Regions from separate parts of the Cricetulus griseus genome. Here region 1 is linked to region 2. A link is a contact called in public Hi-C data. All regions are on one chromosome and are shown on one strand. Each heading gives the region's core, a stretch centred on a gene start, on an enhancer-like site or on the middle of the called end of the contact. The rest is flanking DNA. Distances are from core to core; before and after follow the strand shown. Region 1 has its middle 13 kb from the start of Barx2. Region 2 has its middle 110 kb from the start of Tmem45b.

What was found. Hi-C and Micro-C count contacts between places; a contact is called where the count stands out from the background.
Region 1: a Hi-C map of liver shows a contact between it and region 2, with 5 times the contacts expected there. The contact joins two enhancer-like sites. A contact is called at or near these places in 6 of 8 Hi-C or Micro-C datasets (the CHK-Q cell line, the CHL-YN cell line, the CHO-K1 cell line and 2 more).

Annotation. Positions count from the first base shown.
Region 1 is chr4:144,338,821-144,341,520 of CriGri-PICRH-1.0, forward strand. No RefSeq gene overlaps it. Among named protein-coding and RNA genes, the nearest start is that of Barx2, 13 kb to the left of the region's middle. Within about 2 kb of position 1,296, at least 1 of the 6 cell types and tissues checked has open chromatin away from gene starts, as enhancers often do.
Region 2 is chr4:144,010,556-144,013,255 of CriGri-PICRH-1.0, forward strand. It overlaps the pseudogene LOC100766291. Among named protein-coding and RNA genes, the nearest start is that of Tmem45b, 110 kb to the left of the region's middle. Within about 2 kb of position 1,281, at least 1 of the 6 cell types and tissues checked has open chromatin away from gene starts, as enhancers often do.

The sequences.
Region 1 (2,700 bases), core at 46-2,545, 330 kb after region 2:
GAGAACATAGTTATAGAAACCTCAATCATATCATGGGCTGCGAAACTCCAGTTATGAAGTAATCTAAATATAAATAGTTCCAATTGCCTTTTAGAATTAACAGAAATTTCAGAAGCAAGGAAAGTTAGTTGACTAAGTATGCGATGCAAAAGCTGCCATCCGGAGCTCTCCTAAGCATTCTCAGGCCAGCAATTCAGCTGGGAGCCTGGTGGAGATTTATCTATCAGCAATCAAATGTAGCTGTTGACTCTGCCTGGAACCCTCAGTAGCCTGAGGCAAAGGCACTATCTCAGAGCTGCAGTTTTTTGGTTACTGTCCTCTATCAGAGGACAAGGATGTCGTCTGTGAGATGGAATCATGGCTCCCTCTATTGGTAGGATATGGGAATGTCCCTGAAGACAGGGTTCCTGAGGTACCAAGTCAGACACTTGTGTTCTCTAGGGACCCTTAAGGGCTGACTTCAACATTGTGTCGGAAGCATCACTAACAACTATCCTTCCCAGATCTGGAACCAGCTTCAGATGTGACAAGGAAGACTCTTTGCTGACCTTACATCCATTTAGGGTTCTGGTAACCCCCGCCATCAAGGACTTGAGTATGCATTTAAAATAATTTAAGTGACTTAACTTTGTAACAAGAGTATTGAAAGAAATATATGGGAGCAGATCAGAACACAAGAAGAATGTCTATAGTACCCTACCCAAATGACCTGGCCTGTGTCCTGATGCTACAGTGTAAGCCCAAATCCAAACTCCATTTAGGGACCTTAGGCAATACTGAAAGCCCACTGGCCTGAGGGAGTTAGCCTCCAGACCTCATTAGTACACTCAGCAAATCTCCAATATGATCAACACTTGTACTTACAGTGTATTTTAGTGTAAGTGTGCCGTCTCCAGGACATATTTTAACACCTCCAACTTCTGAGGGTTAGGTGCATTTAACATCACCCTGAACTTACAGATACACCTGGTCTCCTTTATCTCAGGCTGTAAACCTTCTGGGAAAAGGAGTAGAGAGCAAGGCTGAAGTAGGAAAATATAAGACAAAATGTTAGTAACAAGATACACATAAAAGAAGATAAACCAAAAACATCTCATCTTTCCCACCATGGAGCAAAAGCCCTGGCCTTAGAAATGACTGGGTCGCTGTTGACTCAGCAGCAGTGACATTGGCATTTTCACATGAAATGCCTATTTCCTTATTCTCCCCTTCTCTGCAATAGGACATAGCAAGCTAACCAGTCTGGCTAGGCATGAATAGCAAGTTTGTATGTCACTACAACCATCCAGCCCTGCCGAACCTTTCAGAGCAGAGCTCCAGTTCATGTGGCTGGCTGAAACCAGCACAAACTACAAAGCACTGTGGATAATCATTAAGAAGCTGGCTTGGGTACTGCATTCCCAGCAACCATTTAGCCAATCAGATAACTGAGCTCGGAACAGGACATTGTTGTTTCTTGATACTTAATACCACATTGTTCAATAGCAGCACTTTTCCTTTGAGCTGCATTGTCTTCTCATAGTCATGGCTGTGTATTTCAATTCTGTGTAGTGGAGAAAATGCACATAAGTTAAATACAGAGAAAATGTATCTAATTATTTGTTGAATGTCATTTCTGTCCCAGAAGTCCTGGCATGTGTGTGGGGGGAGGGGCATTGTTGGAGAAACATGGGTAAAAAGTAGACAGTCCTTCCGACTAGCAGACAAATGAATCAACAAGCAGATACCTATGCCCAAGAGGATGTGTTTGGAACTATCCCAGTAGGCCAGTCTAAGAAGAGATCACAGAAGAATGTCAGAAACAGAAGAGGGAAAGAAAAAAGCCCATTTCCATCTAAGTTAGGATCTAAAGTCTAGAAGCAAGTGAAAGTGTCTGGTGGTCTGGAGGTGGCAAGCGCAGCTAGAGTGTAGTTATAGAGAGGGCAAGGTGAGAAGATGGGCAAGACCATAGAGCATCTCCTAAACTGCCATGGACTTAACCTCATCCTGAAAACCTCCCTGTCACCTCCATGGCAGGAGGGTGAGGTAAACAGATATGTGCAGACAGGAAACCACTTAAGAAGTCACAGTATGAAGGTCGGTGAGCAGTAAGCTGTTTTCTGAAGCAAAGGAGGAGAGGTGGAAGTAGTTTTGAGAAATTTGAATCTGTGAAATGTGAGGATCACTTTGATGTGAGAAAAGCAAAGTCAAAGTCTAGGATGGATGCATTTGGCCATGCAGCTCATTCTTACATTCCCCGTCTTTGGGAGGCTGTAGCAGGATGCTCATGAGTTTAAGCCTAGCTTACTACATAGCAATTTCAGGCAAGCCCAGGCCATTATATGGAAAGACACTGCCTCAAAAATGGGGCAGGCCTTGGTGGTACATGACTCTAATCCTAGCACTCCCGAGGCAGAGATAGGCAGATCTCTGAGTTTGAGGCCAGCATGGTCTACAGAGTTCCAGGAGAGCCAGGGATACACAAAGAAACCCTGTCTTAACCTCCCCCCAAAAGAAAGAAAGAAAGAAATGATACAATTTAATATCCAAAATATTTAAATTTTCTAACATATCCATTCAAAAGGGAGCCAGTGTACTGATTCATACCTATAATCTGAACACATGGGAGGTTAAAGCAGAAGTGGGCCAGAAATTAACACCCAGCCTGGGCTAGACAGTGAATTCAGTCCAACTTGAACCTGTCTCAAAAAAAAAAAAAAA
Region 2 (2,700 bases), core at 31-2,530:
AAATTTGAAAGTATTATAGTCTCTGACACAGCAATGAGACCCTTGAAGATTTGCCTTATAAAAATTTGCACAGTGGCTTGAGCACAAGAATAAATTCACTAATATATTTATAACATGAAGTATAATTAAACAAGTTACAGTACGTGCCTATAATTGAATATTATACATAAGAATTAAAAAAGAATTAAAAATTTGTTAGGAACTGATTTCCAAAGTCTATGAGGTGGGAAAAAACTCAAGGTGCAGCAGAGTGTATCTAATACAATAGCAATATGGATTTATATTCCTATTTGTATTTGTATTAGATGTACTCCATTGTGTTAGTCGACTTTTTTATGTGCTTTGGTCACTCAGAGCTCGTATTCTATGGGGGGGGGGAGAATCAGTTGTACCTGTGGGGTCTCCAGTTTATGGGAGACTCACAATCAACATGCAATCTATCTTTGATGCTGCATAGACTACTTATTTACGCTGCCTTCCTGGTCCTGACTACCGTGATCACAGAGCAGAAGCAAGTGACTGCATGGGTTTGGGGCAAAGAGGCACCATCTATTTTGGACAGTGTCCTTACTTTTAAAAGATTATTATTATTATTATTATTATTGTTGTTGTTGTTGTTATTATTATTTTAGTGAAAGTGTTGGGACCCTGCTGGGTGACCTAAGGTGCCCTTGGTGTTCTCTGCCTGCTTGGAGATTAGGCATTCACGTCCCTCCTTCAGCCTGTATGCAAGAATACAAATTATCCGCTCATTGCCAGGGGGCTTGGGGACATGGATCTTGACCTGAGTAAATTTCCACTGTGGCTGCTGTTGGTATATAAGTCTACTCCCTTCTGAAATAAACAGCATTCTCCTTACAAGAATGACCCACTGTCTTGTCTTTATTTAACCCTCAGATTCCCTCTCCGGAACCCGTGAAATGCTGTAGTCCCTCCCTGGGTTGAGATTTCACGCTAACTTACCATTTCCACATTGGGATTTTGTCTGGAGCTCGCACAGTCTTGTGATTGCTGTCACAATCACTGTGAGGTCATATGTTCAGCTGCCCTGTTGTGTCTGGAGACACTGTTTCCTTGTGGTCATTGACCACCTCTAGCTTTTACAGTCTTTCAATCCCGTCTTTCTTAATGATCCTGAACCTTGGGTGTGTCATAAGTTAGGCTTTATAAAGATTTTTCTCTGTCTCAATCAGCATTCTTGCACTCTAGGCTAACACCCTATCTTAAAAAGTCATAAATTAAAGCTGTCCTGGGTGGGAAATGGATGTTCCATTTGCAGCTGAGCAGTCTGCAGTTTCTTACTCTTTGCACTTTAACCAGCTTTGTGCTTCTGTGTTAATCATCTACTGCAAATAGAAGCTTCTCTGGTAAGGGCTGAGAGATAAATTAATCTATGGGTATGATGATAAGCCATTAGGAATTGGTTCAATACTAAGTCCATTTAGAATAATAGTGGTAGGTTCTCTCCTAGGTCCTATGACCTATCTAACCACAGGGTCTTAGCCCTGATATTGGTGCTAGGTATGGGTTACATCTTGTGTAAGAGGCCTTAAATCTAATCAGAAAGTGGTTGGTTACTCCTATGATGTTCATGCCACTATTTGGGCTTGTCTTGACAAGCCATTCATTATTGTAGCTTGCAGGGTTCAGAGCCTGGTAACACTGATGATTACTTTCTCCCCCAGTATCATGCATAGCACTTTCCATGGTGAAAGTGAAAGACCCCTGGAGGCTCAGGCCCTCAGGATCTTGGCCCAGGACTGGGACAACCCCAATCACCAAGTGGAGTCGAAAACTTGATGCAAACAGCAAGAGGTTTTATTGCAGTTGTTTAACGAGCTAACCCCATGTTAGCACGGACCTTTCATCCATCCACCATGGTGGATGGCTGGGAAAGACACTGAGAAACCACAGGATAGAGATCTTATAGGGCAGCGTAAGGGGAGTATCCAGGGGTACGCACAGGCTCTGGATTGGTGTGCCTCCAGCCTTGGAGGACTTGCCCCGTGTTAATTGGTCAACTGGTTGTTATAGCCCATAGGCCCTCCCAGAATGGTTGCTATGCTCTTCATGTCATTGCTGTACACTTGTCTGTAAAGCACAACCAGAGCTGTAAAACATAGCACCACCAGCTAACTTCTGATTGGTTCCTTGCCATGAGGCAGGCATCTGACCTCCTAGTGACCAAGGCAAAGTCAGGCAAGCACATGTTAGACTGTTATGGCTGCTGAAATGGGCAGGCATCTGACCTAGTGACCAAGGCAAGGTCAGGCAAGCACGTGTTAGGCTGTTATGGCTGCTGAAATGGGGAGCTGGTCCCTTCAAAAGCTAGCTACTAAGGGCAAAGCTTCCAGATAGTACCAGAGTGATTCCATCATAGTGCGTGACTCAATTATGTGATGTCTTCGGCAATACAGCCTTATCGTCAAGTTCTGGAGGGTAACCATTGCATCAGCAGTAGTCTTTAATGTTTGGGATCTATGGAACTTCACTAGCCAAAAGAGGAAATAATCCATTCCCCGAACTGGGCTTTTTATTAGTTAACCTGTAGTGTCTATTAGGGGTATTGTTGTCAGTGTGTGTGTGTGTGTGTGTGTGTGTGTGTGTGTGTGTGTGTGTGTAAACTTCTACAGTGGTAGGTAGAAGATTTTATATGTCTTTGTTTGAAGGTCTTTAGTGTTTATCCCTTTCTATATTTCT